Regions from separate parts of the Mus musculus genome. Here region 1 is linked to region 2. Evidence: chromatin contacts called from public promoter capture Hi-C data. All regions are on one chromosome and are shown on one strand. The core of a region is the stretch at or near the end of the contact, and the rest is flanking DNA. Distances in the headings are between cores, read along the strand shown.

Region 1 (5,101 bases), core at 2,216-4,715, 280 kb before region 2:
GCGCGGCTTCGGCGTAAAACCGAAAGCAAAAATTCAGACGGGGGCGGGAAGTGTCTCTGTCTCTCGTCCCCCAACAAAGCCACGTACAGTGGCGGAGCTCCAAAAAGTCCGACTCGGGTAGGTTAACTGATACAGAATGGGCCACAAAACGGGCCCCCGAGGCCGCTGGGACGTCTCCCAGGGGCTGCGGCCGGGAATACGAACTCGTCAGTTCTTCCGCGGAACCGCCAGATACAGATCTAGTTAGCTAACTAGTACAGACGCAGGCGCAAACATTGGATGCCGGCACAAACACGCACGAAGACAGAGACAGACACGAAACGACCGCTGGCCAGCTTACCTCCCGGCGGGGGATCGGTGGTCCCTGGGCAGGGGTCTCCAAATCTCGGTGGGACCTCCAAATGAAAGACCCCCGACGTGGGTAGTCAATCAATCTGAGGAGACCCTCTCAAGGACCAGCGAGACCACGATTCGGATGCAAACAGCAAGAGGCTTTATTGGGAACACGGGTACCCGGGCGACGCAGTCTATCGGAGGACTGGCGCGCCGAGTGTGGAGTTTTTACCCTTTTTATAGGGCTGGGGCTGGGGAGCAAAAAGCGCGGTTACAGAAGCGAGAAGCGAGCTGGTTGGTTAGTTCGAATAAGGCTTGGGGTATTTCTCGGTCATTTGGGGAAACTGAGGTGGGACTTTTTAGTTCTAAACAATGTCTATTTTCAAGAAATGGGTATGGGAGGGGTACGAGGAAAGGGTCTAATGAAGGTTCAACAATGGGCACACACCTGGTCAGAACATTGGCAGACACACAGGTTCAAGGAGTGGCCAGAGCACTGTGCACCTCTATTTTTTTAAATCAGTGAAGCTAGTTCTGCTAACACTGACGTCTGAGAGCCATCTGTTCTTGGCCCTGAGCCGGGGCCCAGGTGCTTGACCACCGATATTTGGCCCCTGTCCCAGTATTATTTAGCCTTAATCTTTAACTGTTAATCTTTAACTGAACTTTCTTGTAACTTTTGAGAACTCAGCTCTGGTACTTTTTCATGCCTTGCAAAATGGCGTTACTGCAGCTAGCTTGCTAAGCCTGATGGTGGGGTCTTTCAGAAGGAACAGGCAAGAGAGAGGCCGCTTAGGATGAATACACACGAATATACTTGACAGGCAAAATTATATCCCTCAAATAGTTAACTAGCTCTGGAAACGTCAGAAGCAAAGAAGACTCTAAGTGTATCTTAACAAAAAATTCCACTGAGAATCACCGTATGCTTCAGAAATTCCACGGTGCAGGGACCTGAGCACACCTGTTTGTATGTTGTTTGTATCCTGGTTCACAGACGCATCATCAACATAGACAAAAGGTGAATACAGCTCAAATGCCCACCGATAGATACGGCAAATATGATATACTTCATATAAGAGAATATTATTCAGCATTCAAAGTTACAACATGGATAAATCTTAATAATTTTATGCAAATGAGATAAATCAAACCCAAGGGACAAAATTGTATGGCTTTACTTGTTAGAAGGGCCTAGCATAATCAGATTCATAGGGATGGGAAGTATAATTGTGGTTGCCAGGGTGTGGGGTGGGGTGGGGAAGGAATGGGGGATAGTGCTTAGTGGGTGTGGTTTCAGTTTAGGTAGATGAGAGTTCTGTGGATAGACAGCAGTGATAATGTAAATAAATACCACCGAGCTCTGTATTCAAAATGGTGAAAATTGTAACCATTATGGGAATGTCTATTTTTTCAGTTTTGTAGTTATTTAATGAGTAATTTTTGAGACAGGGTCTCATATAGCTCAGATTGCCCTGGAGGTCTTTGTGTAGCCAAGAACTTCCAGTCCTTTTCCCTCTATCTAATCTTGGTTTATGCAGTGCTAGGGATCAAACCCAGGGCTTTTTGCATGTTAATGAAGCTAATAGAACTCTACCACCCCACCCCATACACCAACTACCCTTAAATGGGTAAAACTTCCCAGAGAAACCCCTTCTGAGAGTATGTAGGAGTCAGCAAATGTAGCAGCAGTGTAGCCAGGCAGGAGCCACATGCCTGCAATTCCCGTATGAGAGAACCTGAGGCAGGAGGATGGGGAGTCACAGAGCACCCTGGGCTACACTGGGAGGCATCCTGGGCTACACTGGGAGACTCTATCTCAAACTAATCCAAAGAGAACATTAGCAAAAGGCTCCATGGGAACCTAGAGCCATAGTTGCAGTTAACTTGGGTCTACATCCCCACCAAGACACATGAGCTACCTATGATCCTTAGCACCAGCCTTGGCCACGCTTCAGTTCTGGCTCCTAACTACAGAGAAGAGAAAAAACATTCTGGGTTTAGGAGACACTGAGACAGTCTGTCCTGTTGAATAAGATTTATTCAGAGGGTAATTAACACTATAAACAGACAGACAGACGTCAGACAGACAGACATGATGGGAACTCTAAGGAGAGTTCAGGCCCATGTGGCCTAGTGGGGTGGTAATGTCCCTTCTCAGAAGAAGGAAAGAGGGTCTATGTCATGTGATTGATGGATCCTTTATACAGAGCTGGCAGCCAGGCTGTCTCTGATTGCTGGGTGACAAATGGGACTGAGGAGAGTATATTAGCCTGGGAGCTGTGTGAAAATCAGCTGTGAGGGAGGGGAGAGACTCAGCTGTAAATGAACATGACCTGGGCAGCAGCCTGAGCTGGCTTGGGATCTAACGATGAGCACCAGAGACAGAAAAGCTAAGAGGGGAGAGAAAACCTGGTTTAGTGCCTTCCCAGCCTTTCAGAGTTTTGTAGCTAAATATTACCAGTAGTAAAACATATGAACTCGGGGTTCTACAGTTTTACTCTCTGGAGACAGAGTGTACGACTCTTGTAAGACTTTGGAGGTTTCTTTGAAGTCCTGTGTTCCATCTGAAATATTTATGTCCGTTTCCCTTCTAGACCCTGATGTATTTATCTTCATCCCATTTTTAAAAATGTAGCAGATTTGGCTAACATCTAAGTGTTTACACTAGACAACAGAGATGAAATGGGAGACGAAAGAGACAGGGTCCCAACCTCTCACAGATGACCTCTCACTGGCCTTGGCATTGCCTACTCTCACTCAGACTACAGGATCCAGACCTCGGCTCTCTGCTCCAAGCTTGACAAACTGGCCTGGGAGACAGGGGTCGGGGTATATGTGGCTGGAGAGCTCTCTGATTCTCCTAGCTCTCCTGGCCTCGAGTCAGAGGGCTGCACCCCTGCAGTTTCCTGGGCAGAGGGCACCCTGCAGACCTTGTTGCGTGTTTCTTTGTAGATCCTCTCTCTCCAATCAGTTCCTGAGAACCGTGGCTCCTATGTACATAAATTATTCCTAACACCCCGGGAACCTTTACCTTCCTCTGTGAACTTATCTATGCTTGGAGACTGGGCATGCTCAGAGATGATCCCTGTTAACCTCAGATTTGTTATGGTCCAATATCTGGGTTCCACTCTGCTCTCCTTTTAATCATTAACGTTTCTGAAATGCTCCAAATATGCCACACACAATTAGGTGCATCGGTTCATTGACCCCCGGGGAATTTAACCAGGCAGTTCAGTAATTGTTAAAAGCCAGGCTCTGGAGTCCCGTTCACTAACCAGCCCTGTGGTTTCAGGAGAGTGATGACTCCCATCTGAGCCTCCCCCTTCCCCGATCTTGTTTTCTCCTATAGAAAATAGAAGAAGAAAACTATTTAGCGGCTAAGAAGATGAGAGGATTCATTTCCAACACCAGATGCAAACGCTCTTTTTTCTCTTTAAGGTGTGTGTTTTATCTTCAACTTACAGATGGGGAAAGTGAAGCTTAGAGATGTCAACTGATTTGCTTACAGTCACACTAAAAGGGAGGCGCAGAGATGGGATTAGAATTCAAGACTTTAGATACTTCAGTGGGTGGTCTGGACAGTTTTCCCCTGCTTCTCAGGCAGGGCATTAACAGGATTTCAGGCTTTTGAGAGCAGCACCTCATTAGAGCAATTTCTTTCACCTGATCTTTTGGCTTTAACTCTGAGACCACTGAGCTGGCAGCATGCTTTGCCAGCTATTGCTACAATCGTGATACTCCGTGGTTTGCATTAGGGTTTGTGGTATCTCTGAGAAACCACACTCTTCTTGGAGTAGAATGCTATGAAATGAAGAAAAACAATTGTATAACGATACTAACAAGATCCATAATTATATATAAGTCATTTATCAATGGTTTCTTGATTCCATTTATCTATTTGCTATATTGTCAGCCAAGTATGGACCACCAAGATACACCATCCACCCAGGCAATACTGGGCCTATAAATCAACCAAGCCTCCAATGCCTTCTGAAATCCAGTATTTGATGGTGTAGTTTCAACTACTGCCGAAACCATGGAAATGTATAGCTCAAAGAAAGCTCACTCACTGAGCATGCTCATGTCAACATGACCCAGATCAAGAAACAGAGAATAGGGGCTGGAGGGATGGCTCAGTGGTTAAGGGGTATTGACTGCTCTTCCAGAGATCCTGAGTTCAATTCCCAGCAACCACATGGTGGCTCACAACCATCTGCAATGGGATCTGGTGCCTCCTTCTAGTATGTCTGAAGAAAGCAATGGTGTACTCACATACATAAAATAAATAAATAATCTTAAGAGAGAGAGAGAGAGAGAGAGAGAGAAGCAGAGAATAGTTCTCAAAATGGCCACTCCATGGATGGCTCTTCACTATACCCTCCAAAGATAAGCTCTTCAGACTTCTAAACTACACTTATCTGCTTATCTAAACCTCAGGTGTTTATGTAGTTTTCATCTGCTATGCTTTGAGTGTGCCCTCAGAAGTTGATATTATGTATTGGCCAGACCCCCAACCCCTATAGCTGTAGCCATTTTGGTCCATGCCTGCCAGCTAGTTAACATTGTTGCTGTAACATGCCTGCCAGTCACTGACACAGAGAAGTGACTTGGCTCAAGGACATGCTGACCACACACCCTGTTTTGTTCTCTATGCTCTGAATGAGCAGTATGAGGTTTGCTAGTTAGTCTTAAGACATTCCACAAAGGTTTATGTAGGACCCATCAAATCAAAGGTCGGTATGAACTGTTATGTCTAAATTATCTT
Region 2 (5,452 bases), core at 2,299-4,798:
AAATAGACATTTGCTATTTGTCTGTATTTGCTTACTTATTCATATATTTATTTAGAGATAGGGCATCACTCTGTAGCCCAGGCAATCTCAAACTTATGGCAATCCTCCTGCCTCAGCCTCTTGAGTGCTGAGATGGCAGAGGTGAGTTGCCACACCCAGCTCTGCTGTTTTTCCACTGTGAAACTCACCACAGTCTAGACCAGTTCCTTCTCAGCCATTTTCTTTCTAAACCAGTTACACCCTATCACTCTTTCTCCTTGCCCTGTCATCTCCTGTTCTTCTAATTTATTTCTTCAACCGGTCAGCTTATAAAATGCAATGTTTCCCACAGAGTCAGTCCATAGCCTTTAAGGAACTTCGGAGTTTCTCCATGTTAAGATCCTTTGGCGTGAATACAGAAAACATGGAATACACTGGTCCTCTTATTCTTATGGGGGTAGGGAGGGAGGACATGTTCTAGAATTCCCTAGAAGAAAATGGAAACTGGAGACACACTGGCCCCCCTATATGCACTGTTCATTTCTCTATGCCTACATCCTTAGGTTAAATTTTAAATTATAAATTAGGCACAGTAAAAGACTAGCCAGAAATTAATAAGAAATTACAACCATAGACTGGAATTATAGTTATTTGAAACAGGAATCCCATCCCCCTGGAATATCCAGCTAATATTTTCTGACCTCATTTGTCCATGGGTAACTGAAGCCACTGCAGCTAAATCAGTGGAAAATAAAGCCAGAAGAAAAAGGGACTCTTGAATTCTATGAGAGAAGATAGCTCATCAGGCAAGATGCTCCATGCCTTTAATCCCAGCACTTGGGAGGCAGAGGCAGAGGCAGAGGCAGAGGCAGAGGCAGAGGCAGAGGCAGAGGCAGAGGCAGAGGCAGAGGCAGAGGCAGAGGCAGAGGCAGAGGCAGAGGCAGAGGCAGAGGCAGAGGCAGAGGCAGAGGCAGAGGCAGAGGCAGAGGCAGAGGCAGAGGCAGAGGCAGTGTTCAAGGACAGCATGCTCTACATAAAGAGTTCCAGGATAGCTAGAGCTACACAGAGAGACCCTGTCTCAAAAACAAACAAACAAAAACACACAGAGAGAGAAGAGCTTAGAAGGAGAAAAGGGGGGGGGGGAGAGGGAGAGAGAGGTTAGGAGCAGGAGAGTGATAGACAGGTAGGGGTGATGACAAGAAAGACAGGGAGACAGGGCACTGTCCTGCCCCTCACCCCCTTTCCACTACAAGTTTCCAAATCCCAACCCTACAAATCTCAATAACTAAGGCTCCTGTCACTTGGCCACTAAAGTAGTGTCAGTCCTTACTGCCCCAGTGGCTTTGCCCAAATGCCTCCCAAGACCTTGAAAACAAACGTCATGAAAACAAGAGCTCCCCAGAAGCACCTGCAGTGAAATTCTGGAAGTACTGTAGAGGGCTCCAGGTTCAGCCATTCCCTCGAGTGGGGGCGGGGATGAGCACAGAGTGCTGAGCACAGGCAAGGGCCCCCTCACTCAAGCTGCATCGGGGTACAGTCTCAGTCTGGGGGTTGGCTGGGAGGAGACAAGACCTTTTTATTTCCTTATTAGTGTTATTTACCAGCCCAATAGGATTGTACCTGAATGAATTTTAAAAGGGACAGTCCACCTGGAAATTTAAGATATACTATTTGGTCTTAATTCTTGGAATTGGAATGCTTCTGTGTTAAGAGCAAGAAATTCTCTAAGTTCTATGAAAAATACAGCAATACTGTTGTAACTCATTGGGGGGGGGGCGTGCAGCTTAAACAAACAACCGAAGGCAGAGCTGCCCCCTTATTGGGCTACCCAACATTTTGAGACTGTCACAGCATTGCCATCCATGTTGGGACATGTTCATAGCTATCCACATTAGTATCCACATGTGGCCAGCTGGACATGCATGTGACCTAGCTGGTCCCTTTGGTGAGGAGTTAGATCTGAGCTTTCTGGAAGCATCCATGTGGCCTGCCCTGATGCTCAGGTGTATCTGGACTAAGGACAAGCCTGGAGTGAAAGAGGGATCTTCCTTGGTCTCTTCTAGGCCAGCAGTACCCATCAGCTCAGTTAACCCTGCATCACCTGTACCCACCAGGTACACATGGTCACATGGTTATGTGTTCTTTAATGAAGAGTCACAGGCCTGATTGGTTTCTGCTTATTAGTCATTCAAAGTCAGTACCAAACAAACACTCCCCTCTGTGAGTTGGGGGGGTTGATTTTTTTTTTTTTAAGATACCGTTTGTCAGGGTGTAGCCTTCATCCACCCTTGCCCTCAATTAAAAAAAAAAAAAAAAGCGATTGGTCTGTGGACACTGCCAACCCTGGAAGCCCTCCTCTGTGTTCGGAGGTTTGGGGGCTGAGGAGGGGGGTGAGTGGGGTTCACATAACCAGCATTTCTGGTCAGAGTATATGCGGGAACAGGAACCTTTCCCCCAGGGGACATCCCACTACTGTAGGATTTCTCCTTGAGACTGCTCTTCTAAGCAGGAGCCCAGCAATAAGGAAGATGCTGGGTGCCCCAGCTTCTTTGTCTGTTAAATAGATGCGATAATAACAGTAGCGTGACATTTGGAGAGAAAGCAGAAACTCTGTGAGAAGCCACCTCGCACCCTGTGTCCCACCTGGCTGTAAGCTCCCATTGCTTAATTAGCCTCATAATAGTCTCTGCAGTTTGCAAAAAGTCCGGGAAGGCCCCCTTAACACTTGTGAGGATTTACTTACCCACTTGGCACTGTGGGTAAACTGACGAAATTAAACTCCAGAGTATTGGGCACTGGGTCTGCCAAAAAGGATACAATTCCACCCACGACCTATTATTGTTACTAGTCACTATCCCCCACCCCCACCCCCGGCCCACGGCTTTGGTCAGATCCTTGCCTCCCACCAGCAGCCCGCCTGGATACTTGTTGCGTTGCACGCAGCCAGCGCTCACCTGGTCCCCGCCGGGAAGGCGCTGCGGGACCACGCGGAACAAGATGCAGAGGGGCAGCGCGGCGAGCGCCGAGTAACCCCATATGAAAGCCAGCAGTGCCGCCTGAGTCCGCCGCCCCGGGCCGCTCAAGCCGCGCCGGAGGCGCACGATGCACACCATGCGCTCCAGGCTGACCGCGGCCAGTGTGAGGATCGTGACGCTGCCGCTCATTGTCATCACGTAGAAGAGCAGGTGGCAGACGACGGGCCCCAACAGCCAGGCCTCAGTCCAGCGCACGACGAGCACTAGAGGGATGGCGCTGGTGAAGAGCAAATCCGCGCAGAAGAGGTTGAGCACCAGGCTGGCTGTCGCCCCACGGCGCCGACGGCGCGCCACCAGCACTAGAGCACACACGTTGCCCAGCAGTGAGACGACAAAGATGAGCCCCAGAACGGTGGTCTCCACGACGCTCAACACCAACCGGTGGTCGCCCTTGACATCCGAGAAGAAAGGGAAGTGGGTGCGATTGACTTGGTCCAGGGTGTGCGAGGGGCCAGGGCCCGTCGTCTGTGCACACTCAGGGGACATGCCGGGCGCCCGGCCGCCCGCCGCTGTCTGAGAGAGCGCTCATCTGCGAGGTAACTGAATGCCAAGGCGGGGAAAGAGGGAGGGAGGAGGTTGCGACACCTCCCCTCTGTCACCCTCCCGCCCGAGTTGCCCAGGCTCTGGGCGTAGGAGCTGCGTCCAGGGCGCACCGGAACGAGGAAGTGCCTGGCAACACTGGCCTGAACACCGTGGGTGGGAAGGTGGCCACCAAGGCAGAGACCTCAGACCCTTGGGCAGTCTAAGTGCTCTTAAGCCAGAAAATTAAAGAATCTCCGCCTCCCTGTCCCTGCCCCGCCCCCCCCCCCCCCCCCGCCCCCGAGGCCGCCTTCTTCATCTTTCATGGACACTGATTACTGAAATCCTACTTAAGCTAACCCTGATCGAAGAGTGTCAGAGTTGAACTTGGGAAATGGTGCGGACCAGTGTAGTTCAGACTGCTCTAAAGAAATCCCATAGGTAGGAGGTTGATCCCAAAACAACTTGTAATGGGCCAGTGTTTATCTGATTTGGGGGTGAGTTAATCTCCTTATATACCAGTTTGTTTGTTTGCGTTTGCAAAATAGGAAGAATTACTTTGCCTGAGAATTTGGTTCTTTGTGTAGAGCATACACCTAGTGTGAGGGAGGCCCTGGGTTTGATACTCAGCACGGAAGTGCAGGGAGGGGTGAGAGGGAGGATGAGGGGAGGGAGAGAGGTCAGGTGCACAGTCAAGCTTTGAAAGTGCCTCAGGCTCCCAGGGTGAGAGCACTTGACCTTCTGATTCTGTTAGAGAAGAAACCTGAGCCTCTGCGAGAATGACTTTGCTAAGGTGGCCTTTGGTGACTAATAGACGTTCCTGGACCCCTAGACTTCCTTCTTGCCATTAAACCACCCACCATTGCTTCTGGTTTCCTTTTCTAGAAAATGAGATAACTAGTCAGTTAAAAGTGTGTTTGGGGACTGAGATCTAAAGACCACTTCTCTAAGTACTCCAACCACCTAAGACCTCATGCCCTCTCCCTTTGCCACACCCCCAGGCCTCTCCTCCTGCCTATTCTGCCTGGTGGTTTGTCTCCAGGTATTTATGAAGAACAGCATGTGCCCGTTGAAGTTGACGGTGGTGCCTGGAAGCGCATGCATGTGCGCCTCTGCTTATCACCCGCATGTGACTCCAAGTACATGCTGTGACTTCTAACATGATGTGCAGATCCTATGTCAGTGGGAGAGAGGCACAGCTGGAGGTTTGGGTAGCTTCAAGTTGGAAAGTGGAACCAGTGGGGGCTGGGCACTGCTGGAAAAGCCAAAAAAAGAAAAAGAAAAAAAAAAAAAAGAGTGAAACGAAGGGGCCTCAGAGATGGGACTTTGGGAACTGTCTGATTGGGGTCAAGAGATACTAGCTCTGTGTAGAGAGGTGGGAAAAGTGAGGGAGGAAAGGAGAGGAAGGGAGGGAGGGAGAGAGGGAAGGAGGGAGAGAGGGAGGGAGAGATCAGAATGGACAACTGAAAGGAACACTTACATTCTATATTATAAAATCACACTCATATTCTGTATTGTTAAAAAAAAAAAAAAGGAATCACCAGTTGCATAGTTAATGGTTTGTTTGTTCTGAGTGAACTACCTCACAGCAGCTCAGATGCTCCTGGAGGAGCTTAAGGTTGATACTAGCAGAAACCAGACTGGGCATCTCATGAACTGTCTGAGCCCACACAGCTCCAGAAAGAGCAACTGTGGCTGAGCACCTGACCAGAGGGGCCAAACTGGGCTCTGCTCCCTCACTTTTTGTTTTTGTTTTTGTTTTTGTTTTTTTTTTTGTTTTGTTTTTTTTTTTTTTTTTTTTTTTGAGGCAGGGTTTCTCTGTGTAGCCTTGGCTGTCCTGGAACTCACTTTGTAGCCCAGGCTGGCCTCAAACTCAGAGATCCACCTGCCTCTGCCTCCCAAATGCTGGTATTAAAGGC

Evidence for each region. Promoter capture Hi-C pulls out the DNA fragments that hold promoters and counts their contacts.
Region 1: a promoter capture Hi-C map of liver shows a contact between it and region 2, with 2.6 times the contacts expected there. A contact is called at or near these places in 5 of 39 promoter capture datasets (the 3T3-L1 cell line, embryonic stem cells, hippocampal neurons and 2 more), 2 of 130 datasets of targeted methods (embryonic stem cells and pancreatic cancer cells) and 1 of 9 other capture datasets (embryonic stem cells).

The regions. Positions count from the first base shown.
Region 1 is chr19:38,371,020-38,376,120 of GRCm38.p6, reverse strand. No RefSeq gene overlaps it. Among named protein-coding and RNA genes, the nearest start is that of Gm41844, 5.7 kb to the left of the region's middle.
Region 2 is chr19:38,095,175-38,100,626 of GRCm38.p6, reverse strand. It overlaps Ffar4 (free fatty acid receptor 4), which reads right to left and starts at 3,548. Exons shown (of 3, transcript NM_181748.2): 1 at 2,934-3,548. The coding sequence starts at 3,500.